Regions from separate parts of the Sus scrofa genome. Here regions 2, 3, 4, 5 and 6 are each linked to region 1. The links are chromatin contacts, called in public promoter capture Hi-C and targeted proximity ligation maps. All regions are on one chromosome and are shown on one strand. The core of a region is the stretch at or near the end of the contact, and the rest is flanking DNA. Distances in the headings are between cores, read along the strand shown. Region 1 holds the start of IGSF8 (immunoglobulin superfamily member 8). Region 2 holds the start of COPA (coatomer subunit alpha). Region 3 holds the start of PEX19 (peroxisomal biogenesis factor 19). Region 4 holds the start of TAGLN2 (transgelin-2). Region 5 holds the start of DCAF8 (DDB1 and CUL4 associated factor 8). Region 6 overlaps DCAF8 (DDB1 and CUL4 associated factor 8).

Region 1 (4,553 bases), core at 1,393-3,892:
TTTGGGTAGGGAAGCTCCGAAACCCCTAGCTGCCTCTTTCAGTCTTTCTCTCCTCAGAGGCCAAAATTCTCTTCTTTGCCCCACCCCCAGGCCCTACCCTGCCCCCTCAGATACTCCTGGTGGCCTTGGAGGGCTCAGCTTCTTCCTTCTCTCCTTCCTTCCTCTCACAGCCCCAGATCACAGAAGCCCAGAATGTGAGGGGGGCTGGGTCAGCCCTCTGCCTTCATCTTCTGCATGAGAAAGGTAAGGCATGAGAAGTATACAGTCTTGGCCAAGTTCCTACTATCCTTGGCTGGCTTCCACATGCCCCTGCAGAGGGACAAGCCAGGGAGGTGATGGGGAACTCCGGGGATGGGTAGGGGAGGGAACTGAGGACACTGACCTCACCAACTAGAGTGGCACTCCCAGGGGCTTACCCACAGGGGCTGGCGGAAAACAGCAAGGCTAGTCAAATTCGGGCCCTCCAGCTGCCCCAGAAACATCCCCCTTAACTTTCCCACCTGAGCCCGCTCTTAACCACCCCTTTCTTCCTGCGGCTGAGTCACGTCACGGGGAGAACTTGGGGTCTGAACATCTGTACAGGAAACTTGTGTTTGCTTGGTTAGAGCTCAGGCTGCAAATCTGGAGGTCGGATTCCAGCCCCAGCCCCAGCCCCAGCGATCTGGTTTGGACCAGCCCCTCCCAATCCCAAGCCTCAGTTTCTACACTGGAGGAGAGCTCTGAGCTTCCATTCAGAGGGTGAGTGAGCCTGTGTGACTCAGGAAGGCTCTGCCTGAGGGTGTTTCATAACCAGAGTGATGGCGGACACAGCCAGCTGACACCTTCCCTGGCCTGGGGCAGACACCGCTCAGGAGGGCCCCTCCCATCTCCCTGGCTCCACGACTGCTGATGCTTGGAGATCCCCATGGGAAAGTCACCCCCACAGCCTTAGGACACCAGCTGCCAGGCAGCTCTCTCCCCAGCTGGGGCCCCTCTGTGTCAGCAGAAGAGGGAAAGAAGAACAGGGTCTTGCTTTGGAGTCAGATGGATGGGGGTCAAATCTGAGCCTCAACATTCATCACATGGGTTGTCTGGGGAAAGTTACTTCATTTTCCTCATCTTCAAAATGAAAGTAAGCGCCCCTGTGTGCAGTGGGTATTCAGCAGGCTCTTCTGTCTCCGCATCACACTTCCCCTGGGCTCCTCTCTGCTCCACGCTGCCCACTGGGGAAAACGGGCTGAGTGCTAGGCAACCAGGCTGTGCAGCTCCTTCCTCTGTACCTCCTCCTGCCTCCCCCAAGGAGACGACTCATTCTAGTCCCATAGGACCCAGGGACCTATGTCGTACAGGGAGGCTGCTCGGCACTGTGATAGAGCTCTGATCTAGAAACAAGTGGCTGGGGCTACGTCAGCCTCTGCGGTAACTATGGCAGCTCCGAATCCTGGCACCAAAGCCACCCCCCCAACCCCGTGCTCTTATTTCAAGGGTCTCAGTTTCCTGAACATCTGTACAAGCAGTCTCACGGTACTCCTCCCCAGACTGCCCCTACAGGGAGCCTCCTCCAGTTCAGGCCCAAAACATTTCCACCGGCACTGCCTGCATGCATCTGTGCAGCAATGGCCCAGGACACCCCACCGAGAACACGCACAACAGCCACAAGGGCGCTTGGAGATCTCAGCATCAGTCTCCACAGAGCCTGTTTTCTCCAGAGGCAGAGAAGCTGGGACTAAGAGGGTGTGACAACCAGTGGGAGGCTACAGACCCAAGGGACATCTAGGAGAGGAAAAGAGGGGCAAAGGGAGACCTGGTCCAGGATAGAGATGGAACTGCCCTCAACTTTTGATGAAGTTGAGGTGGGGGATGCAATTAGGGGAGACTTCCTTCAAAGAGCGTGGGCAGAACCCGCCCCTGGGCCTCCAGCCAACTCAGGCAATTACGGAGATGGGCAGGCACTGCCTACGCAGGCGAGCTTCAGGCTGGGCCTGGAGCTGAGTGTGAGGCGGTGGAGTCGCAGCATTTGGGCGCAGCGACCCCAAGACCTGAGCATGCCAGCTAAGAAGTGGGACCTGCTCCTCTGAGGCCAGGAGGTCCCTGGGGGTGGCACCTCTTTGGGTTCTCACTGTGCCCCAGCCCAGGGCCTAGAACTGGGGGAGCCTTCAATCCCCGCCTGCCACCCCACTCGCCGCCCGCCCCAAGACTGGCTCGGCCGGCGGCCTCACAGGGCAGCTAAGCGCCAGGCCCGGCGAGGCTGATGGAGAGGCGGGTGCGAGGGGCTCCGAAGTGCTGGGGAGTCGGGCAGGATTGGACACCAGGTAGCAGGCACCTGCCGGGCGGGGCTGGGAGCCGGGCTTACCCAGCATTAGCAGCAGCAGCGGCGGCGGCGGCGGCTTGGGACCGAGGGCGCCCATCCTGCGCAACGAGCTCTGGGGAGGCTCTGGGGGGCGGCTCGGGTTCTGGGTGGCCGGGGGCTCAGGGGGCGCATGCCCGGGTGAGGGGCACCAAGCGGAGCAGCGAGGCGTGGGTGCGCGGAGCTGAGCGGAGCGGAGCGGGAGCAGCCTAGGCCCCTCCTTTTTCCCTCCTCCCCCTGCCCTTCCTCCTCCTACTGCTGTGCCTCCAGCCTCTGCAACTGGAAAGACCATTCCCGCCCGGCCTTACCCAGGCTCCGCCCCGACCTCGGCTCCCGCCCCCGCCTAGCCCCGCCCGGGTCCCCAATCCCGCCCCGACCCCTCCAGACCCTGGCCCCGCTCAGATCCCTGGGTGTGTCTGGACCCTAGTCCTGGACCTCCGCCCGGACTCCGCCCGCCCCCGTTCAGGCTCCGCCCCGCTATCCAGCTCCTCCCTGACCCCGATCCAGGCCCGCCCCCCTGGGTCCTGGCTCCGCCCCGACCCCAGCCCACGGAAGCCGGCTGCACCTGGGTTTAGCCACATCCACGTCAGCTTGGCAGGTTGTACTCGTACCCTGCACTTTTCGGCTTTTCCCTGAGGATTTGGGTGCAGGGGCCCCTGGGGTCAATGAGGTGACTGCGGCTGCACACTTAGAATCAAGCTCTTTTCCCGGAGCCTCTACGCCTCGCGGCCAACCCTGCCGAAATGGGGAAGGGCGGGACCTTGGAGTTATGGAACTAGGAGGATCTGGGCTCAAGGACGCTCCATGGCTTCGCAAGGTCACTGGAGACCTGTTTGCCACCCCCTCGGGGCAGAACCAGAGGAAGTGAGTTAGAAGGGTTGGCCGGCTGGGTTCCGTCACTTCCTGGTTGGCGATCCTAGTCAAGTTGCTCAACCTCCTCCAGCCTGTTTTCATGTTGGCAAATTGAAGTGGATGACGTCCACCCCAAAGGATTTTTGTGACGTTAATTGAGATAATGTACCAAGGTGCTTGGCACAGGATAACACTAAATAGGAGATGGGGGGGGTTGAATTATTTAAACTGTTGCTGTGAGGTTTAGTTCAGACCGAAAGAGAGGGTGAGCTTGGGGTTTAAGCGAAGGAGCCCCTAGGTCCAGTGAAGAGAAATGGACAGCACTCTGCACTGGGAGGAGTGGGGCCTGCCCCAGAGGTGGGAGGTTGGAAAAGACTTCTTTCCTGGGAACTCTGTCTCTTCCTCAACTATAAAAAAGTGGGGGAGTTCCTGTTGTGGTGCAGTGGAAACGAATCCGACTAGGAGCCATGAGGCTGTGGGTTCGATCCCTGGCCTCTCTCAGTGGGTTGAGGATCTGGCATTGCCATGAGCTGTGGTGTAGGTCGAAGATGCGGCTTGGATCTGATGTTGCTGTGGCTGTGGTATAGGCCAGCAGCTGTAGCTCGGATTGGACCCCTAGCCTGGGAACCTCCATATGCTGTGGGTGCAACCCTAAAAAGCTAAAAAAAAAAGGGATGTGGGGAGGATCTGGAAGGGTGGGGTCAGAAAGGGGAAAGGGACAGCCAGGATGTCCAAGTGGCCATCCACAGGGACTAACCCCAGAGCTTTCATCCTCAAACTTCCATCTGTCCCCACTCATCCCCCAACCCTTTCACTCACTCCGATTTACAGAAGAGGAAACAGGCCCCGAGAGAGGAAGTGGCCCAAGGCAGACCAGATCTTCCTTGACTTTCTCTTCCCTGATCCTGGCACAGTGCCCGATGAGATGAGGTGCTCAGTTGAAGCCATATTCAAGAATCCTGGAGAGGAGTTCCCATTATGGCTTGGTGGTTAACAAATCCGACTATGAACCATGAGGTTGTGGGTTCGATCCCTGGCCCTGCTCAGTGGGTTAAGGATCCGGCATTGCCATAAGCTGTGGTGTAGGTTGCAGACGTGGCTCCGATCCCGCGTTGCTGTGGCTCTGGCGTGGGCTTGGCAGCTACAGCTCCAGTTAGACCCCTAGCCTGGGAACCTCCATATGCCGCTGATGCAGCCCTAGAAAAGGCAAAAAAACAAAAAAAAAAAAAAAGAATCCTGGAGAGACCAGAGAAATTCTGAATCAAAATGCTGTCAACCCTTGAGGGAATCAGAGGTCCCCCCTCCCCTCTCAATACTTCTAGGAATGGCCTAGGAACAGGACTCCAGGGTCTCTTTTTCCCCCTATTTTGGCATA
Region 2 (4,675 bases), core at 1,305-3,804, 250 kb after region 1:
TGCAGCTTTCTCTTCTGTTGTGCAGCCCAACAAATTTTAGCTGTCTTGGTTTCCCTGAACTCTAACCTGTGTCTCCTCAGTGATACCACAGGGCTCTTCCCCCTTCCCTGTACTGTAGCCTGAAAACTCTCTCCAGGTAGTAAGCTAAAACAATCATGGGGTGCATCTTGTTTATTTCCTTTCTCTCAAGACTTACTCTCTTGCACTGTCTGTTGTCCAATGTCTGAAAAACCTTTGTTTCCCACATTTTGTTCAGTTGTGAAGGCATTTACGGTTGGAAGGTAAACTCAGTCTCTATTACTCATCATAAATGGAAATGGATGTCCACAGAAGTAACAACTGCTAACAGTTTGGCGTGTATCCTTTTAGGTTCTCAATGCAATCTATATCATTTTATGATAATGGAGATATTATAATAGTCTGCAAATTTCTTTTCTCACTTAACTACATATAATGGATCGCATTACATTTAAGTATATATAAATATACCCTTGTTCTTTTTAATAATTGCAAAGTACAATTATTTTTAAATTATTCTACCAATAGGAATTTAAGTTTTTTTTCCCCCTAACTTTTATCTACCAGAAAATAGGACCTAATGAAGATGTTTCCACACATAATCTAGCCTATATGCATTATTACTGACTTAGGCTAAAGACCAGAAACGAGATTGTTCAGAAATAGGGTATGTGCACTTCACATTTTGATAAACACTATTTGATTGCAAAAAGACTGCATCCATGAGAATGCAAGTTCAATCTCTGGCTTTACTCAGTTGGTTAAGGATCTGACACTGCTGTGAGCTGTGGTGTAGGTCACAGATGTGGCTTGGATCCCGCATTGCTGTGGCTGTGGTGTAGGCTGGCAGCTACAGCTCCAATTTGACCCCAAGCCTGGGAACCTCCATATGCCACAGGTGTGGCCCTAAAAAAGACAAAAAGAAAGAAAGAAAGAAAAAATGGCCTCCAGTTTTTGAGCTACCAAGTCTGCACTAGTCACTTTTCTCTCTTTCTTTTTTTTTTAATAGTTATTTCCCCAATACAATTTTTTTTTCTGCTGTACAGCATGGTGACCCAGTTACACATACATGTACACATTCTAATTTCTCACATTATCATGCTCCCACTTTTCATATACTTTCTTACTTTAATTCTCTCTATAAAAGAATGTTACTTATTCACATATTATAGACGAGAGAATAGATCTAGAAATGTTAAGTTGCTCGAAGTCATACAGTTTGTTAGCAAATGTTTCAAGTAAGCTCATCTGACTCCAAACAGCAAATTCCTAACTACTTTACTATGCTGCATCTTACTAAATATTCAATACACATATCTTCTTCACAAATTTCTGCCTTTCTCATCCTAACATTCTAAGACACTACTAATGCAATTTCAGTCGTTTGCCCTCCACCTCCACCCACAGGCTTTAGTTGTCATATTCTAGAAACAAAAATAAAGCTGCCCAGTTAAATGTGAATTTCAGATAAACCACGAACAATACTAAAAAGTTATTCGCTTTCTATCTACAATTCAAATCCAAATAGGCATCCTTTATTTTATCTGGTAACCTTTTCAAATTCAGACTTAAGAATATCCTGTTTCCAGATAGGAAAGAGAACCCAATGGAGGCAAGGATGTTGATATGGTGTGGTGCAGTCAAGACCTTAAGAGAGGAGGCCAGTGCACTTTCTGCGAAAAAACTAAACTTGCACATGAATAGCAGAGGTCGAGACTCAATCTCCAGAGCCACTCCCTACAGCACAGTCATCAAAAAGTCAACAGGTCACAGGGCCTTGGGAGCCGAATAAAAGTCGCAGCAGAGACCTTGGAGAGAGGAAGGAAAAGAAATAGGGAGCGGGCGTAAGGGACCTCTTACAGCGCGCTATCGGAAAATCAAATCCCGAGGGCACGCCACAAGAGAGAGGGTTGCAGGTGAACCACCCGCCAGGCCTAACCTCCCTCGGTACCATCTTCCTCAGGGTTCGAACGGTGGGCCCAATTCTATCCTCCCTTTTGTCCCCGGTGACAGCGCCTCCCCTGACACCCAGTCTCCGTGCTCTCCCTTTTATTCTCCACTACCTTTGACTCGCGCGCTCTTGGTCTCGAATTTGGTTAGCATCCCTCCGGTCTCTGGCTCCGAGCTGTTAATCCGAGCCCTGACACTCCCTGCCGCCTTACGGCTGCCTCCACGTCAGCGTCCCTCTGCCGCGACTCCCGGAAGCTCCTCAGACACGAACTTCCGGTCCCAGGAGCTTCGGGCTACAGAGACGGCGCCAGTGTTTGCCTAGAGAGGCCACTCCCGGACAAGAGGGGAACTGAGGCTTCCGCTCAACCAAGAGGCAAGATGGCCACAGCTGGGGGCGGCTCTGTGGCCGGCCCGGGAAGTCGGAGTTTCCTTCGCCTTCTGCCTTTCTGCGTTCTTCTTGCAGGTGAGGCCTCCCCCGCTCGTGAGCTCCATTCTGTAGGAGAATCCTCCGATCTGCCCAACAGCGAGCGCCGCCGTCCACCTTCTGGTCCCCGCAGCCCCTCTGTCCCCCCACCCTGTAAATCCCCTTTCTCTTTCGTTCCCACGACAAAAGTTCCCCCTTTGCCTGGACCTGAAGGTCCCTTCTTCCCCGTGGCGCTTCGTGTCGACCCATTTCCTCCTCCAGGCCTCTTCCTGGACTTCCAGCCCGACTCTTTCCCACTTTGTTCGGATGCTTCCTTTCCCCACGGCCCCAGCCACCTTACGCACAATCAGAAAGGACAAGTGTCCGAGTTCAGCTTTCTCCCCAGCGCCTTTAGACTTTTAAGATAAAAGCGCCAGGTTCTGTGTGTGCATTGCGGCGCTTGGGAAGGTAGTTATCTTGTTTCTTTCTTGATTCCACCATAAAACCCCCGTCCCGGTGCTTTGCCTCAGTTTGTCCCATCAGTAAAGTGAGACTAAGGTAAGATATTGGTACTCTCAACTGTTTAGTTTGTAAGATAAGGACTCAAGAAACTTTAGGCTTTTATACTGTGCACAGGTGTTTGCTTCCACGCATTTATTTTCTGGTATGTGGTTTTCTGATTGGTTAAACTCTAAAATACAAACATGCCTGTTTATAACCATGATGATGCTTTCCCCGAAATTGAGATTGTTTGTAAAGATCCCCAGAGGAGAAACTAGCTGTCCCACGTCGTGGGCACACATAAATGACCTACTGATGTTTGATTAACTTACAGGGTGTGTGGCATAAGCTTTCTCCTAGTTCTGTTCAGACTCTTGGAAAAATGTCTGAGGTTTTTTTATGTTTATTTATTTTTGTTAAATTAAAAAAAAATTTCTTTTTAGGGCTACAGGTGTGGCATATGGAAGTTCCCAGGCTAGAGGTCGAATCAGAGCTGCAGCTGCTGGACTATGCCACAGCTCATGGCAACACTGGAACCTTAACCCACTGAGCAGGGCCAGGGATGGAACCTGTGTCCTCATGAATACTAGTTGGGTTCGTTTCTGCTGAGCCACAACAGAAACTCTTCAGAAAAGTTTTTTAAATTGTAATCTATATTCTAAGACTGGCATCCTTTTAACTAATTAGTAATATGCAATACAGAATCGAAAAGCAGAAGTGGGGGTCATCCATGCAACCAGAGGCAGATATATCTGAGGTCTTTCCTTTGACAAGTCAAGTTTTCCATCTTTTAGCTTCAATGTCAGTTGCTTTATGTGGAATATGTAATAACCTTCGGTGATACATAGCTGGGTGCATTTATTTGTTCCAGTAATGTTCCCAAGAGGTGAAAAAAATAGATATTGGTCCCATTTTACAAAGTATAATATACCCAAGCCATACAACAAATTTATGACATGGTAGAGGCTAGTACCAATGTCTCTTAAGTTTTTTCTAACACTTTTTATCTTCTGATCAGGCTTGTGCAAAGGAAACTCAGTGGAGAGGAAGATCTACATCCCTTTAAATAAAACAGCTCCCTGTGTCCGTCTGCTCAATGCCACTCATCAGATTGGCTGCCAGTGTGAGTTGAGGTTGGGATTTGTGTTCCTGGCTGTTGATATTTCAATCTGTGTCCTAGATATAATGATCCAAGTCTGGCTTGGGAGTCTCAGTAGACAAATTAGGCTGTGTGGGTATTAGGTGATAGAGAACCATTTGTCAAACCAGGTGAGATAATTAATAAGAGCTAACATTTGGTAAATGCTACATATTAAGCTCCGTACATGTATATCTCATTTAACCATCATAGCAACCCCATGAAATAGTTCTTTTAATTTCCACCATTTTACAACTAATAAAACTGATACTTAGGGCAGTTGAGTAACTTTTCCAAGATCATCCTACTATTAAGTGATAAAGTTAGGATATGAGCCCTGGTGGTCTGAGGTTCTAAGCCAGGACTCATAACCACCCAGTAGATTATTTACAGAGCTATGCTCTTTTCTAAGGAGAAAAAAGCCTCATATTCTATGAAGTCCAGTCATCAGCTGCACTCTGATCTTTTTGGAACCAAGATGGGTTTCTTTAAGGCAGTGAACTCTTTGAAAAGAAGGCATTGAGAAAGCCAAATGGTTTCAAGAGGAAATATTAAAGTATTTGGATTTATCTTTATGTTTTGTAAATGTGTTCCAAAACAAGCTACCATGTCCACATGGTATGATTATAAAACTATGAGAGGGGAAAAAAGTTATCTAAAGCCTG
Region 3 (4,969 bases), core at 396-2,895, 200 kb after region 1:
ATCTCTTCTCAGGCCCCGAAGCATCAGGGGCCGTGGTGGTAGGAGGGGGTGCTGGGGAGGGTTTGGTCTTATCGAAATCATCAAGAGCACCTTCAGAGACAAGAAACATGGGGTGTTTTGGGGATGGATGAGGATGAAAGGTTGGGAGTTTCTGGGCAAAACATTAAGAGTACAAACTGTCAACTTTCCTAAAATTTTCTCCTTTAAAAGTCTCCCAGCCCACCCCTCAATAAGCCTCCCACTTCCCTACCTATTGTCTAATTTAATGTGATAAAGGGGAAGACATCCCTCAAGGTGGAACAAGCATCTCTCTTGGAGTTAGGAGAAGAGTTAAAAGATTTGCAGAGACACCTCCACCGACACAGTGCCTTCTCTGCCATACTTTAATGATTCCCTAGAAATCCCATGCAAATATCCAAGGGAGGCAGAGACCAGATGTCCTTAACCCTCTGAACTCACTCTGGAGCCCTCAAGGGAGTAATCTTGGGCAAGAGAGCAGAAGCCACAAGATGTTTCACCTAGCTTCGCATAGGTCCTTGTACAAGCTGAGAGACTCCATATTACACACCATTGGAGGGCACTGAATTCTCTTCTTTTATCTTTCAATTTAGCTCTCCCTCTCCAAAGCTCCTAGAGCTCCCTTTGGCCTCATCTCTGCCTACACCCGTGTCTGCCAATTCACACAGTCGCCTGGCACTTCTCACCGTTTCTGTTCGTCTTTCCACCTGCTCACATCTCTGTGACTCAGCAAGAGACAAAAAATATTCACCTCTTCCCTGAAAAGCCTGTGTCCTCACCATCACCCTGCTTGCCAGGCCTAGGGGTAGGGCACTGGCCCCACTCTGGGCAAGAAACCAAAAGAGGAGTGGTGGATGGGGCTAAGGAAGAAAAGTTCCGCCACCCACTTTCGAGAGGGTGAACTGCCTTCCCCTGAGGCAGTCTCACTCTGGTTCTCAAATTAAAGAGATAGGAATGGGTTTGAGCTCTGAAATGATGAAAAAATTGGAAAGGAGCCTGGTGCGAAAAAGGTCTGGGAAAAGGAAAAGACGTGTCTTTTGTGTTAAGGAGGACAGGATACTGCACATAAAGGCACGCTTCGGGCTTGCTAAGAGTTAATGGAGGCAATCCCATGGGTGTCCAGTTCTCTGCCCACCGAGCACCGAATGTGGTTGCTGGCGGGAAGAAAGTTAGGCTTCCAAGAACTTACTAAAGTAGGGGGAGTTTGGAGCGGGATCCCGAAACATCGTCCTCTGGACTAGTTTCCCTTCCGGCAAGGAGATCAACCGTCTAGGCCGCACAGGGACGCAAATGCGATCCTCAGCCTCCGCCAAGGAGGAAGGAGAGGGTGACCTAGAGATTTTCTAGGGGGTCGCAGTCAGACCCTCCGCCCCCGCCCAACCTCTGAAGAGCCTCTCCCGCTCCGCCTCCTTTATCTCGGATTCACTTGGCCCCCTGAATGCGTCCTCACACCTCCCGCCCTTCAGGCCTTTTCTATTACGGGTTCTTACTTTCCAGAAGCTCTTCCAATTCCCGGTCCGCTTCAGCCCCAACACCACCACCCTCCCCAGCGGCGGCCATCTTGCCACCTCCGACTTGCCGTAGGAGGCGGGACTGCGCGGCGCCGTGCGCCCCCCAGTTCCTGCCCCCCTGCCTCGTGCAACCAATGATATTGTTGGCCCGAGGGGCCGCCATTTTTAAAGGTACAGGAACCTTTGTTTTTGTTTGGGGTTCCCCTCTCCCCGCCTCTTTCTCCGGGAACACTGAACCAACAGAGGGGAATTTACTGTTATCTTCTGTCAGGGTTTTTACTGGCCCGGCCTCCTTTCTTTCAACTGCCCACATTACCTACAGAATTGGGCCTTTCATTATTTTTTTGAGCTGCGGGTAGGTCGACTGGGACAAATTGCGTGCAAACTAAAAGCTATGCATGTATAATCAGTAAGACAGTTATGGCACAGCCAATATGCTATTTTCCTCTCACTTTCTTCAGTATGTTACTGAAATGCCACCTTCTCGGAAATGCCTTCTTTGGCCTCATTAAATAAAATTGCAACCCCTCCCATACACTTACAGATGCTTCCTCTCTACTTCGCCTCTTTTTTTCAACACTTAACCACTATCTGACATATTACATATTTTACTGATTTATCTTTATTGTCTCTCCCCCAGGCTCCTTGGAATTAAAGCACCATGACAGAAAGGATTTCATCTCTTGTCTTCACTGCTGTAACCCCGGCTCCTTGGCTAGGGCCCAAAACTTAGTGGGCACTCATTGGCTGCTCTTTGCTCTCCAAGGCTCTAGTGAGGCATGCTTCTCTGCAGAATCTAGTGGATAGCTCTCATTTTGTATTCTCCATTAGAAATGTCACAAGAACTTAGAACCCAATGTTAGTTGAACCAGGGAGTAAGTGACTCTCGGACCTTGGACTTAAGTGAAGAGGGCAACTGGAATGCAGTAGTAATAAACCTGCCTTCTTTGACCTATTGTCTTTTCTCTTCACAGGACTCAACCCAATGAAGTTGGGGGATGCTCAGATAAAAGACAACTCCAGACTTCCCTTCCCTCCTCTGGAATTGTTCTATTCAGATTTGTCAGAATGCATCAACTGCCTCAGGAAAACCTATTTTAGCACTTACAAGGCATCTACTCTTGTTTAAGATCCTGTGCTAGGAGTTCCCTGGTGGTCTAGTGGTTAAAGATTTGGTGTTGTCACTGCTGTGACTCCGGTTCAATCCCTGGCCTGGGAATTTATGCATGCTGCGGGTGTAGCAAAAATATTTTTTTTTTTGTCTTTTTGTCTTTTCTAGGGCTGCACCCGCAGCATATGGAGGTTCCCAGGCTAGGGGTCTAATCAGAGCTGTAGCCGCCAGCCTACGCCAGAGCCACAGCAACGTGGGTGGGATCCGAGCCACATCTGTGACCTACACCACGGCTCATGGCAACGCCGGATCCTTGACCCACTGAGTGAGGCCAGGAATTGAACCCTCAACCTCATGGTTCCTAATTGGATTCGTTAATCACTGAGCCACGACGGGGAACTCCAAAAAAAATAAAAAACATTTTAAAAAATCCTGCGCTGGGCATAGTGGAGGATGGAGAGATAAGTCAAGCTGCACTCTTGCAGTAAAGCAGTTGACTGGGGATTAGGCTGGTGGTAGGATTAGACATACACAGTAAGTATGGTGCAAGGTTAAGTGTCTTAAAAGAAGTAAGGATAAAGTACCATAAAGTTTAAAAGGGAGAAGTCACATCTAATTGAAAAAAGTCACTTCATGACTTTCATCCTTAGCTTTCTAAACACACGCTTGAGTACTGCATCAAGCACCAGATTAGGTACTTACTTTTTCCTTGACATATAGAGCAGACTTTAAAAGTCACACCTGTGCAAAATTTACTGTATTCTTCCACGTGCCAGTCTGTGACTTGAGGGAAAACACTCTGAACTAGAAGTCAGAAAACCTAAATTCCAGTCCCAACTATCACTAAATTGCTTCGTTCAAATCCCTTCACCACTCTAAGCCTCTTATTACAAATATGTAACATTAAAGTTGCGACTCTAAGATCACTTCCAATTCTAAAATTCTATAATTGAATCCTTCTCTGATTAACCTTTCTCAACATTGGTAACATTTATTCCAGGCTAACTTTCTCATTCAACTCCATACTGCTTACATGTGTATCTCTAATATGGCTATCATTATTGCAGGTACACGTGACAAGTATTTCTATTGGCTTTACATTAATATAGTGTGATATATTAATAAAATAGTAGACAGTAATTGAGAAAATTGAGATGGAGTTGAAAATAAGCACAATTCTTTGTGCCCTTTCTGTCTCCCTCCTTTTCTTCCTTCCTTTCTTGTGCCACACTCAAAGCATATGTAATGTCCCTGGGCCAGGGATTGAATCTGAGCCGCTGCTGCAACCTAAGCCACAGCTGTGACAACACTGAATCCTTAACCCGCTGTGCCACAGTGGGAATTCCTTGCACTATTTCTTAAACTTACTTTGCTGTTGACACGCCTAACACCTCATCTCAGTATTTACTCACCTCCTGCCTTTCATGTATAGTGAACACTGTTGCAAAGCAGTATTTTACAGGAGTTCTCTTGTGGCACAGCGGGTTGACCCACGCCACTGCTGTGGCACAGGTTCGATCCCAGGCCAGGGAAATTCCACGTGCCACAGTATTTTACAGCATTTTCTTTATATTACTCTCCCAATTAAGAACTTAATGTCTCTCCACTGTTTGAATAGCTAACTGCAAATTCTTGCCTGTTTTTCACAATTATTTCACATTTATCCTTTTTGTTTCCCCAATTACATAAACTTCATGGGGATGGTCCACTTTTTTCATATCCCTTAGTTCAGAATGTTTATATTTGTATGCAAAATTAATTTTATAATTCAATTTTTAAGCTTACAAAAAATTTTGCCAAAATTTATAATCAACTTGCCTATGGTTAAATTTAAAAAAGAATGTCTAGGAGTTCCCACTGTGGCTTAGCAGGTTAAGGACCCAACATGTCCTTGAGGATGCAGGTTTGATCTCTGGCCTCACTTAGTGGGTTAAGGATCTGGCATTGCCAAAAGCTGCAGTGTAGTTTGCAGATGTGGCTCAGATCCAGTGTTGCTGTGGATGTGGTGGCATAGGCCTGCATGTGCAGCTCTAATTAGACCCCTGGCCAGGGAACCTCCATGTGCCGTGGCTGCAGCTGTAAAAAGAAAAGAAAGAAAGAATATTTAGGAGTTCTCCTATGGGAAGCAGTGGGTTAAGGAGCCTGTGTTGTCACTGCAGGGGCTTCGGTTGCTGCTGTGATGGGTTTGATCCCTGGCTTAGGACCTTTTTTGCCATAAGTGTAGCCAAAAAAGAAAAAATAAAAGTTCATAATTTGAGAAAGTGTTATTAAAATAATATGTAAACTTTGGAGAAGAGAGGCTTAATTTGGAGATACTATGTTTAAGAAA
Region 4 (5,036 bases), core at 1,081-3,580, 170 kb before region 1:
GGGTGGGAAGATTCAAGGGCTCCTGGCTGGGGTTTAACTGGGCAGACAAAGGGACTCTCCATTCATTGAGCAGAGAAGACACAGGGGAACTTCCCAATTCAGAATTGGCATTAAGACCATCCTGAAAGGGCAAAATGGGGTACTTGCTTCCAAAAAGTAGTGCCACAGGCAGCAGGCAGAAGCAAGGGTGGTGGGAGACCTATGATTGAGGGGCTGTCCCAAGGCACTCCCCTAGCTATCAAGAGTCAGTGAGCAGAAGAGAAAGCTGAAACTACACAAAGAGGAAGCCACAGGCTTTGCACCAGGGGAGGAGGGGTACTTGGCGGCTGTTGCCATGGCTTCTGTGTACCAAACACAGGAATGGGGCAGGGTGGGGGCTCCCAGGCTGAAACATCCACTCGACACAGGAGTGGTGAAGAGGCTCTGAGCATGGGGTGGGGCAGATCCTTGGGAAAGGGGCTCCTTCAGAGCAGTTGCCAGGTACAGACAGGTGCAAGGGATTCCTCAAAGAAGCAGCTGTTAAGAGTAGGGTGGAGGAGACTGGAAGTTATTCGAGTTTGGGAGTAGCGAGGGAGACTTAAGGAAATAGTTCAGGAGAAGATGAAATGCCCTGGGAACAAGTGAGCCCCATACCTGAAAATCCTGGAGGGAGAGGGGATGGGGGGTGAGGGGAGGTGGGGGGAGAAAAGGAAGCCAGTCCCCAGTAGGCAAAAGAGGGATTGACTGGGGCAGTGGAGTGAGGGTGGGGGTGGGGATGGGGGGAGAAGTGCAACTGGACAAAGACCCTTTGGATTCTGGGCAGGTAGGGCCCTGCTGCTGGCCCCACCCTACCTTGGCCTCCTCTGCAGTTTTAAGTCTTCTCTGTGGACCAGGAAGGAGAACTCGGGAGTGAAGCTGGAAACGGGGAACCGGCCCTCTGTCTGGTGCTCTGGAGTCAGAAAACTAGGAGAGCCTCCTGCACCGGATCTCCACACCAGTCCATCCTCACTTCTGCTCACTGATAGCACGTTTCCCCCTGAATCTCACGGGTACCGGCTCCTGGAGACTCCAGGAGGCCTGCAGAGCCGGGGTGAAGGGGTGGAGGCCAGGCGGCAGTCCATTTCCGGTCCTGCTGGTCCGGCCCCCACAGCCGCCCCCCTCGCCACACCCTGGGCCGTTACTGGGATGAGTCACCCACCGCCCGCCGCTGGGGTGACGCAGTGGTCTGGGCAGCCCGCCCGCCCGCGGCCACCACCGACTTTCCCAGCAGTAGGGGGCAAGGAGTGGGGGCATCGGCTCCCGTAGGGGCTGGAGGCGCGGGAAAGCCGCCACCCTCCCCCAACACCACCGCCTACAGGCAGGGCACCCCGGGGCGCGGTCAGAGCTGCAGCCTCCCAGATGTCTGAGATCAGGGGACTCTCCTCAAGGCGACTGGGGCTTTAACTCCCGGCGCCAACCCTGGAAGGGGAGGCCACTGCGGGACCCGCGCACGGAGCCCCCTTGCTCCAAACCGCGCCTCGGAGTCCCTAGAAAAAAGATCTGCAGGAGAATAAAGAGAAAGGACTGGGACGCAGAGGGCAAGCAGCACCCACACGTGTTCCTGGAATCAGGAAGTGAAGGGTCGCGCGGGAAGCCCCGGCGGCGCGGAGCGGGCCAGGGTGGGCGCTGGGACCCTGTACGCCCCGTCCCTCGGGGCCAGTCCCTGACGCCCTCCTTTCCTCACCCTAGCACGGATCTGGAGCTGAAGTCCGCGGGAGGGACGCAGTCCCCACGTCCCTGATCCAGACAGACGCCCCGTCTATGCACCCGCAACACCGCCTGACCTCATGGCTCAACAATGCGGGGTCAGAGTCTGAGGACAGACCTGACAGCCCGGGGCGGGGCAGAGCAGTCATCGGACCCCTGCCTGCGAGCCCTTGGTCCCCAAGCTCACAGGAGCAGGTCGCAAGCTCGGGCTTCCTGCAGCCTAGAGACCGCGCACATCCCCCCTCCCCCGCCCCGACGGACCCCCTCCCTCCAGCTCACCTTTCACTCAGGCAGGAGAATTGCGCACTTAAGACTGGGGCTGCCGCGCGAATGGAGCGCCTGGGCTGGGCCGGGGGTTTTCAGCAGGCTCCCGCCTCGGACGGGGCGGACCAAAGGCGGGGCAAGGCCGAGAGGGTTTAAAGGCGCCGCACTGCAGAAGCGGAGGGCAGTGCTTAAGAGATGGGGCTGGAGACCAGAACCTGGGTTAAAGGATCTCAAGACAGTAGCCTCCGCCCTGGAGAACTTCTACACCTACCCTAGAACCCGTAAACTTGTGCCCCAGTGGGAAACTTTCTGCCTAGGTTAGCGCAAGAAGGGCGTTTTTTACGTGCGAAGAAGCCTCTTGGTTTAAAAAGGATGTTTAGGTAAACAGAGGCACAGGAAGACACTCCCCACCCACCCCCCCACAATTGACTAGGGTGTGACATGCAGGCCAGGACAGCTCCCGGACTTGGTCTTGCTCCCCACCTTCTTCAAGCCTGGGCAGAGACTAACAGTGAAGTCATTCCTTTCTCAGGGCCTAAGGGGTGTGACCAGTGTTGGGACCCAGGGTTCAGACTTGACTTTTTCCCCTTCATCTCCTCCTCCATGACCTGGCATCTCTTTTTTTTTTAATTTTATTTTATTTTATTTTTTTTATTTTCCCACTGTACAGCAAGGCCTGGCATCTCTTAAATCCTGGAGGGATCAGAAGAAGAGCCCTCAGGGAGTTCCCGTTGTGGCTCAGGGGCAACAAACCTAGTATCCATGAGCTGTGGTGTAGGCTGGCAGCTGCAGCTCTGATTGGACCCCTAGCCTAAGAACTTCCATATGAAATAGGTGCAGCCCTTAAAAAGAGAGAGAGGAGGAGGAGGCTGGCAGTTCCTCCATCTCTGATGGTGGAGGAGAACATCATTTGTGGTGGATGGAGTCCCTGCTTGCAGCTATCAGTGTAGTTTTATTTATTTTTTGGTTTTTTTTTTAAATTTTTTTGTCTTTTCAGGGTCGCATTTGCGGCATATAGAAGTTCCCAGGCTAAGGGTCCAATCAGAGCTGCAACTGCCAGCCTATACCATAGCCACAATAATGTGGGATCAGAGCCGTGTCTGCAAACTGCACCACAGCTCACAGCAACTACAGATCCTTAGCTCACTGAGCAAGGCCAGGGATCGAACCTGTGTCCTCATGGATACTAGTTGGGTTCGTAACCTCTGAGCCATGAACTCCATCAGTGGAGTTTTCATAGCTGTTAGACGATCCCATATATGCTGGTTTTTAAGGACATCAACAACCAATGCCCTCCTACTTCTCCATTCTCTCTTCCCCATACTCCCTTCCTGAATATTCCAGTGCACACTGACACCCTGGGAGGCCAAGTCTTTTCACTCCTCCATGCCTTCACATAGGCTGTTCCTCCTTCCCTTGACTGTCTTCTCACCTGCCCTACCCCTCATGGACTTTGTGACCTCGGGGCAAATCACTAAAGCTCTACACCCCAGCTCCCTGGTCTATAAAAATAGAGCTAATGGTACTACTTACCTTAGAGTGGTAGAGAATTAAATGATACATGTGAAGAGCTTAGAGCAGTGCCCGGCACACAGTGAGTGCTCAGCTGACAGCTATTATCATTGCTCCCACTTTCTGTGAGGATGCCTGCAGAGGCCCACCCCAGAGGTAGCATTTGTCCCAGCACAAGCTGTAAGCATTCACTGTTGGCTGACTCCTTCCTTCTTGCTACCCTAGTAACCAACACATAGCTTTGTCAGAGGACTTGTCATATCATCCTGTGACTATTTTTTTTTTTTTTTTTGCCTTTTTGTCTTTTTAGGGCCGCACCTGCGGCATATGGAGGTTCCCTGGCTAGGAATCTAATCGGAGCTGTAGCCACTGGCCTATGCCAGAGCCACAGCAATGCCAGTTCTGAGCTGCATCTGCAACTTACATGACAACTCACGACAAGGCCGGATCCTTAACCCACTGAGCAAGGCAAGGGATCGAACCCGCAACCTCATGGTTCCTAGTCAGATTCGTTTCTGCTGTGCCATGACGGGAACTTCCTGTGACTATTTCTTTGCTTGCCTGCTTCATCCACTAGAAAGAACTCCCCTGAGGGCAAAGACATGACTTTTGTACTTTCTACTTCAGTATCTAGCTCAAAGCTGGTCTTCAGATTCAGAAGCTGACCTCTTTAGGCATTCAATAAATGCTTTTTTTTTTTTTTTTTTTTTTTGGCTGCGCCTTCAGCATACAGAAGTTCCGAGGCCAGGGATTGAATCCAGGCCACACAGTGACCCACAGCCATGACAATGCATGATTCTTACCACTAGGCCACCAGGGAACTCCAATAAATGCTTTTTGAATGGATGTTGAATGTATCTGTCCTTTTTAAGGGCTCAGGGATTTTCCTACTTCTCTCTCAAATTCAAAACCAGATGATACACAGAAACATTTTTCAGACTTTATTCACCTGTAAAAAGTCCTCACCCACACCACAAACAACACACACACACACACACACACACACACAGACCTAAGATCCCTGTTTCAGTCCCCCAGGCTCCAGGGGCTCAGCACATACACCCCACACCAAGCCTATGGTCAGGATGTGTGCCTGGGCACCACAGGGGCAGGGGCAGTGTCCCAGGCTGGAGCTAGGTCTTGCTGGGGGCCTCCTCTGCAGGGTCTGTGTGCCTTCACCCTGCCTCACGTTGGGGCATTCACAGCAGAGTGGCCTGTTCAGGGTGGGAGATTGGCTGGCGATAGGCTGGTAGCCGGGACCTGGCAGCATCTCGGCGGCGGCGGAAGGCCAGGAATTCCTCCCGAAGAGCAGCACAGCGGGCCTCAGGGCCAGGCCCATGGGTGGTGTTTAGGAGGCAGCCCTCCTCTGAAGTCTTTGCACCTGCAAGAGGGCAGAACAATGAAAGGAGAAAGTCTTCAGCTTCCCTGGGTGAATTCTTGAGGTTCACCGGGATCATGAAGCTCTCCAGGGCCTGCCAGTGCAGAGGAGCGAGCCTGGGGCACAGGGCCTAGCTGGGAACAGACTGGGTTCTAAG
Region 5 (5,117 bases), core at 324-2,823, 180 kb after region 1:
TAGTGTAAGAAACATGATCTGCACAAAGGCAACACAAAGCAAACGAATGAAGAGGGAGACACATTCATTTCTATGCTTAACTGGAGTCATTTGAAGATATACAGCAATAGTTTAGGACTTCAAGTCAAGAGGCCCAGAGCCAATTAAACTTGTAAACGTAATTTAACCAGAGCTGGAACAAAGCCAAGAACAATACCCTAACTCCTTGGGAAATTGTGGTAGGAATTTTATAATTTTAGTGGTCAGCACTTGGGCACCAGGGTAGGGTCTGTCTTGGACTGAGGAATTTAAATGCCTTCAACTCCTACTCACCTTTCCTCCTTTATCACTGAAGTAGGGCCAGGCTGAGCTCCTGAGAAAATAGGCCTGTAGATTCACTGAAGGACTAAGAAAAGTTAAAGTTTAAATGGCAAGGGTGCCTCTTCAACTAAACATAATAAAAACATATTTATGAATACATGTTAGTACTTTTTTAGACCTCCTCAGGACTATTTAGAAGCACGGTAATTTATGACTACTGAACAAGTAACTTACGTAGTTACAGAAATTAAATGAACCAGGCAAGTAATCTCCCAGCTCCACTAAAACGTAAGTCATTTAAAAGGAAAACCTGAATCTTTTCAACGCCAACCCATAACCAAACCTCTCAACAAGCCACAGAGCAGGGGGAAATCCCGGAGAGAACGTGATAGCGCTAGTGCCGGTTTGTTTACAGAGACTCCAGCAACAATCATATGAGTCAGAAATTCAAGCCACTAGATGCTTTCCAACTAACAGGGACCAAATGGGACCGTTCTACGGTGCCCTGAAAGATTTAGGGGTGAAGGGAATTACATTACAAGGGTACAGGAACAGACGGCAACAACTGACTCCAGGGTTCTTGGACCTCGGCCTTCCGTACAAGGTGCTGGGCCCGAGAACTCGGGATGGGGGAGGGGGCACACAGCGCGGTGGCCCTGAGATGACGGGGAAGCGCAGGGCAAGCCGCGTCCCCCAATCTAAAGGGGAAAAGCGCACACAAATGGGTCACCCGACAAGGCAAGACGTCCCCGTGGATTGCGGGGCATGCTCCTGGGGGCAGCCGTGGGGCTGACCTGCGAAAAGGACAGCCACTCCTCCCGGCGGTGACTCGGGTCAGAAGGAGCAGACCTGAGCCCTGGGAGCTCGAGAAAGCAGTCAAACCTATCTTAAAGGGGAACGGGGCAAGGGGGAGGGGGCCAGGCCAAGCCGGAACGAGACACGGACCGGGTAGGTCAAAGGGGGGGGGTGTCCGGCTGGGGCAGTTACAAGCACGGGAGCCGGCGAGACTCTGCAGCCCGCTTCCCGTCTTGGGTCATCCTTCTGCCAGCGGCTGCTCCGACTGTTCCAGGCCCAGCCGCCCCGTCCACTGCCGCCACCAACGCCGCCGCCATCTTACACTGGCCAGCGGCCGCCACCACCACCGCCTCCGCTCTCTGCGCTTGCGCCTGCGCTGCCACGCTTTCCGGCCCCGTTTGCGACGATGTGCTGGAGAAGACTGAGGGAAAAGTGGTCGCGCGAGCTCTCGGCTCCCAACCCTCCACCGAGGACGCATAGGGGGCGGGCCTAAGCCCAACGGAAAACGGAGCGGGCGGCGCGTGCGCATTACTGAGAAGGCGAAGTTGTTTTTGTACTGTTTGGAAGACTTCACGATCCTCGTGATACTTAAATAGAGTTAAAGGCCTTTCAGAGTTGTGGTTTAAATCAACTTCATTTCTGACGGGTTTGCAGGCAAACTCCTGGGCGACCTTCATGTTTGCCCTGTTTCTGAACAAGCAGTTTTCTCCAGATTTCTTCTGAAAACTCCATTTCCTTTGAGGATCTTAAGTGCTTGCTTTACCCTCGAGACCCATTTACCGCCCCCCCCCGCCCCGCCCCGAGCTTCCATTTACCCATTTTTAAAGAAGGGATTTAGAAGCTTGAGGTGCAGCTAAGCTATTCAAGAAGCTCTTTGAAGGGGGGTAGTGTGTCGAAGGTTCCAAAGACTGGGACAGATGATGTACCCTCTGCTTGTCTGACATCTGAAGGAAGCATGCAGGAGGCCCCTGAAAAAGTTACTCCCAGTTGCCGGGCCAGGGGCGTTTTGCCCAGAAGGCTAGGGTGTGAGGCCCCTGGTAACCTCCTCTACCGCTAACCATCCTATTATGTCATTATATATTACTTAGACTATTGCAAGAGATGCCTAGCTGGTTTGTCCACTTCCATCATTGCCCTACTAGTTAAATAAAGGACCCAGAGTGACCTTTTAAAACGTAAGCCAGGTCATAGTATTATGCTCAAAACCTCCGAAAGCTTCTCATTGTACATTAAAAATCTAAATGATCAAGAGGTTTTCCGAGGAAGGCCCTACACGACATGGCACTTATTTCTCCGATTTCATTTCCTCCCATACTACCTAGCTCTGCTCTAGCCTTACTGGTCTTCTTCTTGTCACTACAACCAAAGCATGGACAGCCTGAGGGCTTTTGTACTTGTTCCCTCTTCTTGGAATGTTCATCTACGGTATTTTTTACTAGACTCATTCTGTCCATTTAATTACATCTCTACCCAAAGGCTACTTCCTCAATCAGCTTTTAACTATTCCAACTAAAATGGTATCCTGCACTACCATCCTTCTCTGTCCTCTAACTCTGTACTTTTTCATAATTTTTTTACCATAACATTTAATCTATTATTACATTTTTATGGGAGATTTTTTTTTTTTTGGACCATATCTGTGGCATATGGAGGTGCCCAAGCTGGGGTCGATTCAGAGCTTTAGCTGCCAACCATAGCCATAGCCACAGCAATGAGGGATCCAAGCTGTGTCTGCGACCTACACTACAGCTCACTGCAAGGCCAGATCTCTGACCCACTGAGCAAGGCCAGGGATCAAAGCCGAACCCTTATGGATACTAGTCAGATTTGTTTCCGTAGCACCACAGCAGGAACTCTGATAAGTATGTATTTGTAATCTAACTGTACTATTAGAATATAAGCTCTATAAGGGCAGGGACTATGTCTGTTTCATCTTTGTAACCCCAACACCCAAGAGGGCCAGAATACAAAGTAACTAATGCCCTACCATTCTTTCATTTATGCCACCAACAGTTACTGAATTCCTGCTACATGTAAGGCCTTCTTCTATGTACTGAGGCTGCAGCAGTGAATAAAATAAGCCAAGATTCCTGCTTTCATGGAACTTATTTATTGATGCAGGGGTTGGGAGTGTAAGGGGAAGAGGGACACACAGAACAGATTATAAGGAGCAAAGAAAAGGAAAATAAAGCAGGATAAAAGTGGGTTATTTGAGTAGGTATGCTCTTTTACATATGAGGTTCAGGAAAGGCCCCTCTGCTGAGGTAACATTCAAACAAAGATTTGAAGTGATACAGAAGGCACACACACTGGGGAAAGAATCTTCCAGGTAGAAGAAACAGCAATATAAAAAGACTTGAAGTTTGAGTGCATTTGGTGAATTCAAAGAATAACAAGGAAGCCAATGTGGCAAAAGAGCAGGTAGGGAGTTCCTGTTGTGGCTCAGTAGTTAACGAATCCAACTAGGAACCATGAGGTTTCGGGTTCGATCCCTGGCCTTGCTCAGTGGGTTAAGGATCTGGCGTTGCCGTGAGCTGTGGTGTAGGTCACAGATTCGGCTCAGATCCTGCATTGCTGTGGCTGTGGCATAGGCCAGCAGCTGTAGCTCCGATTAGACCCCTGGCCTGGGAACCTCCTTATGCCATGGGTGTGGCACTAAAAAGACAAAAAAAAAAAAAAAAAAAAAGAGCAGGTGGAAATTAGTTTGGAGAAACACAGTGGGAGTCAGATCCCTTACAGACCAATGAGAAGACTTTGGATTTTATTCTAAGAGTACTAGGAAGTTATAGAGGGTTTTGGGTGAGAGTGACATGGTGACATGATCTAATTTACAAATGAAGAGATTCATTCTGCTTGATTCTTTGAGAACTACCTGCAGGGAGGCAAAACAGAAGCTGAAAGACCAGTTAGGAATCTATTGCTCAGCCTGCAAGCAATAGGCCTGCAAGACTATTGCAGTGGAAGTGGTAGGAAGTGGTTGGATTCAGGATGTATTCTGAAGGTGGCAGAGGTGATTTGCTAATAGATTGAATATGGGATGTAAGATAAAGATTCAAGAGATCTCCTTTTTTTTTTTTTTTTTTTTTTTTTTTTTTTTAACTTGAGCAATAGGACAAATAGTAATGCCATTTGCTGAGATAGAGCCTGGGGGCTGAGGTGGGGGGTGGTCAGGAGGAGATTTTGGTGGAGGAAAAATGTCCAGTTCTACCTTAAACATGTTAAACTGGAGATGCCTATCAGATTTCCAAATGGAGCTAATGAGTAAACAACTGAAATACGAATCTGAAGTTCATAGGAAACAATATGTGGTGTAAATTGGGGAGGTATTAAGGTATAAATGGCATCAATAGCCACTGGATGGGGAGCACTCACTTAGTTAATGTGGAAGAAAAGAGAAGCAGACTAGAGACTAAGCCCTCTAATCCTGAGACATTCCAACTAGTAGAGGTCAGAGAGAAAGAAAATCCAACAAGATTTATTTAAAAGGAGCAACAGGAGTTCCCGCTGTGGTGCAACTGGATTGCTGGTGTCTTGAGAGCACTGGGAGGAAGGTTTAATCCCCTTCCAGACACAGGGGGTTAAGGATCCAGTATTGCCACAGCTGCAGCTTAGGTGGCAACTGTGGTTTGGATCTGATCCCTGGCCCGGGAACTCCAAATGCCGGGAGGTGGCCAAAAAATAAAAAAAGTAATAAAAGGAGCAACAAAGAAATAGAATTTAAAAGCAAGCAAACAAAAAGGGATCTTAGAGAACAAAATTTTCAAACATTTTAAGAAGGGCACCATAGGAGTTCCCGTCATGGCTTGGCAGTAATGAATCCGACTAACATCCATGAGGATGGGGGTTCAATCCCTGGCCTTCCTTGGTGGGTTAAGGATCCAGCATTGCCATGAGCTGCAGTGTAGGTCACAGACGAGGCTTGGATCCCACGCTGCTGTGGCTGTGGCTTAGGCTGGCAGCTGCAGCTCTGACTGGCCCCCTAGCCTGTGAACTTCAATATGCCCCGGGTGCGGCCCTAAAAA
Region 6 (4,989 bases), core at 184-2,683, 130 kb after region 1:
TTCCCTTAGGGAGTTCCCACTGTAGCACAGCAGAAACGAATCCGACTAGGAACCATGAGGTTGAGGGTTTGATTCTTGGCTTCGCTCAGTGGGTTACGGATCTGGTGTTGCCGTGAGCTGTGGTGTAGGTCGCAGACATGGCTCAGATCTGGTGTTGCTGTGGCTGTGGCCTAGGCCGGTCAATGTAGCTCTGATTAGACCCCTAGCCTGGGTCCATATGCCAGGGGTGTGGCCTTAAAAAAAAAAGACCAAAAAAAAAAAAAAATCTTCCCTTAGGAACTATTAACAGAGTGTAGCATAACTAGATCATATTAGAAAAGGATGCCCCACTTTCATCCATGGAAAAAATGTCTCCTGTCCCCATCCTACCATCATCTAGAAGCACTGGGGCTGTTCCTAGAGAGGCAATGACAGGAACGTGGGGGAAGGGGAGGGGTTAGAGAAGTGCCTTTGAAGGACTGTACAGCAGGTTATTCCTTCCTCTGACAATGAAAATTCCTAACTGTACAAATAAGCAGAAAGAAGAAATCTATATAGCCAGCCACTTACATCCTTTAACCCTGTAAGCTCAGTGGAAGTTTCGGCTGTGGGTGCCCAGATCTTGACATCATGGTCTAGGCCACTGGTTGCCAGCACAGGCAGGTGAGGATGGGGCTCAAGACAATTTACCTGGTCAGGAGGAAAGGAAAACACAGGCTCAGGAGTATGTGGAATAGCGTTTAATAAACACTACTCACCTCGAACCAAACAACAAACCCTGATGAAATCAGGTGCAGGGAAAGCAGGCCCATTCATCATGACCCGAGGGCAAAGGGCCCTCAGGGTAGAGAAACAATGGGCACAGACGGAGTATAAGAGCAGGCCTATCTCTCATTTCCTACATTTAGGTAGGGCAGTCTCATCCCCAGACCCAGCCCTAGGGGTGGGCGGGTGACTGGCCAAGCATACTGCTGGCTTCAGAAGAAGGCCAATGAGGTCCGTATGACCTCATTCTCTCCAGATTCCACAGTTCCAACTTGCCCAAGGCTGGAAAAAACACCTCAGTGGCTTTCACCAAGTGGCAAATAAATTTTTAAAAATGAAAAAAGCAGCAGCTGCTGCTGAGCCCCTAGAGAAGACTCAGAGAACAATTACATTCACTTGGCACTGTTTACTAGAACTGGAAAGAGGCGCAGACTGGGAAGAGGCTGATCCTGGGGAGTGGTGGGATAGTGGAGACACATCTGCTTGAGAACCCTGCACCTCCCAGGGGCCAGCACCCTGCTCTCTGCCATGAAAGCACAACAGCCTCGACCATAGGACAGCACAGTACAGCAGGGCGGCTTCCTAGGGCACCCATCACTTCAAGCTAAGCCACCCTCCAAGCAGGAGGAATGAACTTCAGCAGCCGAGTGGAAGGCTTTCTGGCTTGGGCAACTTCCTTCTATCCAAAGGCACCTATGCCCCCTACTGTCTGACTTGGAAACATCAGCCTTCCTGGCAGGGCAGGACGGGGCAGGGCCGCTCTCATCCCCACAGGAAGAGCTGGTCCCAGATGTAGCTGCTAAAGCATTTGGGGGCTTTTAGTCAGATGAAGAATAGATAGGAAAAGCACCCAGAAGGAAGAAGGTGTGGTCTTAGCCATTCTTCACCTCACCCTGTCCCATCTTGCAGCTGCCCTACAGTCGGACAAAACAACCCTTGGCAAACGGCCTCTTTTAGCTCTCTCTGGACCAACCTTCTCTGCCTTGCCCACACATGCAGAGAGCAGCTGATAGGAAGCCAAGGTCGACATGGAAAATACAACTGACCTACAGTCTTCTGATCTTCGTCTTCCATTTTACAAATAAGCAAATTCTCAAAAAACACCAAAGCTAAGTCTGAGTAAAGTAGAAACCACATTTTCCCTTGTTCTTCTTTCATTACACATATCAGCTCACTGCAAAGTCTACATTTGGGCTCTTTTAGGCAAAGAGGTGGAAGAGGTTCCAGCATCTGGAGCATGAGGAGGCACTAGACAGAAAAACTCCACTGCCAGGAAATACTACGAAAAGATATGTGACAACTTACACGTACAAACCTGAATTCATTCCTCCATCTTCAGATAAGCCCTTGCTACCCTTCTACTCTGACCCAGCTGTGCTTGACATGTCAGTAAAATAGAGTATTCATGAGGACACTGGTTCCATCCCTGGCCTTGCTCAGTAGGTTAAAGATCTGGCCTTGCCATGGGAGCTACGGTGTTGGTCACAGACATGGCTTGGATCTGGCATTGCTGTGGCTGTGGCGTAGGCCAGTAGCTACAGCTCCAATTCTCCAAGCCTGGGAATTTCCATATGCCTCGGGTACGGTCCTAAGAAGACCAAAAAAAAAAAAAAAAAAAAAAAGAGCGAGAGAGAGAGAGAGAGAGAGAGAGAGAGAGAGAGAGAGAGAGAGAGAGAGAGAGAGAGAGAGAGAGCAAGAGCGAGAGCGAGAGCGAGAGCGAATAAATTACACGCAGTTAGAGCCTGCAGGGGGAACCAACGGAGTGCTTCTGGACCAGAGTACCTTGTCACTTCACCTGACCTGTCTGAATGCCAGGGTTTATACTGTCAACAATGTCTGAGCAGAGAAAAGAGCTCTGGTCTCAAAGACTGGGCTGGGGGAACGCAAGGGATGGATAAAGGAGCAAACTGCTTTTGGGAGACTAAGGATTGTCCTTTGACATTATCCCGTACTCCTGTACCTGAATTGAAACAAAGAAAGGACTAGAGTTTGACCCAAAAACAGTATCAAGAGACCTGGCCAAGGTAGACAATAATTTCAAAGGTCCCTTCTAGTTCTACTTTGATACAGAAATGCTAATGAGTCTGCATTAAGGCTGGTTGCCTGGTGACCCCACTGCTGGAAGGTAGCACAAAAAAGCAAAAGAAGCCAGGTAAGGACCACATGGATCATTCAGCTCACAGAGAGGCAAGAACAAGCCAGGAACCTTGCTGCAGGGTGAAATCTCTATACCTCTTGTTCTAGGACCTCAGTCTTAAAACCACTAAAACTCAGGACTGGGGCCCCACCCATCCCAAGCAGATACCCTCCCCACCTGAGCACCTGGATCAATTACCAAACCCTGGCACTGGCTGAGCTGAAAGGAGACTGGCCTGTAGAGTGATTTTGGAAAATGGACAAGTGCAGGCTGGAAAATGGACAAGTGCTGGCCTGGGGGTGCGCATTCAGGCTTGCATCTCTCTGGAACAGAATGCAAGACAATAGTTTACGATGAAGAAAAGATTCACCGGCCCCTTTTGACTTTCTTGTGATTATATGCCTACTACAGAATTCTCATTAAGGCTCCAGTGTTTTGGGTTTGTTCCCTGCAGATGATGGAAGAGGACCTATGGAAGAGTAGGAAATGAATCAGGCAACAGTGAGATAACTTTAAGTTCTATACTCTTATATAGAGCCATAGAAGCCTTAGATCTATACTGGTCCCAGGTCCCCCAAATTCAAAGGAAACCAGAAGAAAATCTAAAATAGCCTCGCATCAGGGTAAGAGAAGAAGCAGGATCCTGATTACACTGAACCATTCTAAATTCTAACACCACTTTGGATAAACCTCCTTAAGAGATGGCTGGGTTCCTTGTAACTCCCCACTGCTTAGAAGGAATGAAAAGGAAGACGGACCGAGAGTCTCAGCCATTCCTTAGAAGCTCTTAACAAGACTATCTTGAGTAGTCACTACAGTGTAGTTGCCCAAGTTGCCTATTATTTTCTGCAGTCCAAAAACCTTGCAATAGAAGGCTACTGAGTCCTTCTGGACTCCAGGTCTCAAAAAAGGAAAATACAGTTAGCCAGATACATCTTAAGAGCTGACCACCCTTCACTGCCCAACTCAGGATCATCAGGCTTCCTTTTTCACCCATCTCTATGAGGTTGTCTGTAGAACTCAAAGGATAGGCAGACTATGATATGATCATAGGTTGTATAGCAGTCCAAAAAAATGGGGGAAATTTTCTTTCTCCATATATAACGTTTGTTTATATCAATGTACAGACCATACGCTGATTTTCCCAACTGTCAGAAAAAAATGCTCCTTCTAGCTTGTATTCACCTAACTAGCTACTTACTACACTGTGTAGGATGGTATGCCCTGAACTCTCTAATATTTTTGTTTTGGAAAAGGTCCATGCCTAGAGATAGCTCACTCAGGTCAGAGGTTCTTCTCTAAGATCCCTTTCTCTTCTTAATAAATAGTGCCACAGAGGGCATAAGACAGGAAAGGGAGGAAAATATTCGATTAAAACCACAGCACCCCCAGACTAGGCTGCCTTTTTATGTAGCTAGCTAGACCTCTAAGACATGGTATTATGTTGTCAGAGTGAGATTTTAGTGGCCCTGCTAAAACCTACCTTTATGACTGGAGAGAGGAGGAAGCCAGCAAGCCCAGCACACCATACTCACCACGCCTCCCTTGTCCCCCTCCATGAACTGAATGATCTGGCAGGATGATTTCTCCCAGAGGAAGATGTGCCCGCAGTCACTACCGCTCACCACAAACTCACTCTTGGGGCCATAGAAATTGACGCCTTTTACTAAAATGATAAATGGAAGGATAGACCACATGAAAGTTGGCAGCAAGCCTATATATATTTACCTCACAGGAAATTTAGTTATTCACAAATCTCAATCAGCTAAGAGCCAAAGAATTCCTTTCACTTTCACAAAACAAATCAAAGGATTATGTATGTATAATAGAACAAGAATCATACCAGGAGTTCCCATGGTGGTGCAGGGGAAATGAATCTGAATAGAAACCATGAGGTTGTGGGTTCGATCCCTGGCCTTGCTCAGTGGGTTAAGGATCCGGCGTTGCCAAGAGCTGTGGTGTAGGTCGCAGATGTGCCTCGGATGTGGCATGGATGTGGCTGTGGCGTACACCGGTGGCTGCAGTTCTGATTCAACCCCTAGCCTGGGAAACTTCATACGCCACGGGTGTAGCCCTAAAAAGCAAAAAAAAAAAAAACAAAAAACAAA

Evidence for each region. Promoter capture Hi-C pulls out the DNA fragments that hold promoters and counts their contacts.
Region 2: a contact with region 1 is called in a targeted proximity ligation map of alveolar macrophages. A contact is called at or near these places in 1 of 5 promoter capture datasets (liver) and 2 of 2 datasets of targeted methods (alveolar macrophages and skeletal muscle).
Region 3: a contact with region 1 is called in a promoter capture Hi-C map of liver, with 5 times the contacts expected there. A contact is called at or near these places in 1 of 5 promoter capture datasets (liver), 11 of 47 Hi-C or Micro-C datasets (embryonic fibroblasts, fetal liver, heart right ventricle and 6 more) and 2 of 2 datasets of targeted methods (alveolar macrophages and skeletal muscle).
Region 4: a contact with region 1 is called in a promoter capture Hi-C map of liver, with 4 times the contacts expected there. A contact is called at or near these places in 1 of 5 promoter capture datasets (liver), 4 of 47 Hi-C or Micro-C datasets (heart right ventricle and liver) and 1 of 2 datasets of targeted methods (alveolar macrophages).
Region 5: a contact with region 1 is called in a targeted proximity ligation map of alveolar macrophages. A contact is called at or near these places in 2 of 5 promoter capture datasets (fetal liver and liver), 11 of 47 Hi-C or Micro-C datasets (embryonic fibroblasts, fetal heart ventricle, heart right ventricle and 5 more) and 2 of 2 datasets of targeted methods (alveolar macrophages and skeletal muscle).
Region 6: a contact with region 1 is called in a targeted proximity ligation map of skeletal muscle. A contact is called at or near these places in 4 of 5 promoter capture datasets (fetal liver, fetal skeletal muscle, liver and 1 more), 17 of 47 Hi-C or Micro-C datasets (alveolar macrophages, brain, embryonic fibroblasts and 11 more) and 2 of 2 datasets of targeted methods (alveolar macrophages and skeletal muscle).

The regions. Positions count from the first base shown.
Region 1 is chr4:90,391,703-90,396,255 of Sscrofa11.1, reverse strand. IGSF8 (immunoglobulin superfamily member 8) reads right to left here and starts at 2,642. Exons shown (of 7, transcript XM_003481424.4): 1 at 2,333-2,642. The coding sequence starts at 2,618.
Region 2 is chr4:90,140,508-90,145,182 of Sscrofa11.1, reverse strand. It overlaps COPA (coatomer subunit alpha), which reads right to left and starts at 2,554. Exons shown (of 33, transcript XM_001928707.6): 1 at 2,082-2,554. The coding sequence starts at 2,121. NCSTN (nicastrin) reads left to right here and starts at 2,249. Exons shown (of 17, transcript XM_001928786.4): 1 at 2,249-2,431; 2 at 3,891-3,995. The coding sequence starts at 2,347.
Region 3 is chr4:90,193,714-90,198,682 of Sscrofa11.1, reverse strand. It overlaps PEX19 (peroxisomal biogenesis factor 19), which reads right to left and starts at 1,645. Exons shown (of 8, transcript XM_021089574.1): 1 at 1,509-1,645; 2 at 1-90. The coding sequence starts at 1,578.
Region 4 is chr4:90,563,566-90,568,601 of Sscrofa11.1, reverse strand. It overlaps TAGLN2 (transgelin-2), which reads right to left and starts at 2,330. Exons shown (of 5, transcript XM_003125672.5): 1 at 2,005-2,330. It overlaps IGSF9 (protein turtle homolog A), which reads right to left. Exons shown (of 21, transcript XM_021089579.1): 21 at 4,428-4,882. The coding sequence ends at 4,701.
Region 5 is chr4:90,211,374-90,216,490 of Sscrofa11.1, reverse strand. It overlaps DCAF8 (DDB1 and CUL4 associated factor 8), which reads right to left and starts at 1,573. Exons shown (of 13, transcript NM_001244434.1): 1 at 1,418-1,573. It overlaps PEX19 (peroxisomal biogenesis factor 19), which reads right to left. Exons shown (of 8, transcript XM_021089574.1): 8 at 3,183-5,117.
Region 6 is chr4:90,255,270-90,260,258 of Sscrofa11.1, reverse strand. It overlaps DCAF8 (DDB1 and CUL4 associated factor 8), which reads right to left. Exons shown (of 13, transcript NM_001244434.1): 10 at 4,417-4,547; 11 at 550-669. Among named protein-coding and RNA genes, the nearest start is that of PEA15, 18 kb to the left of the region's middle.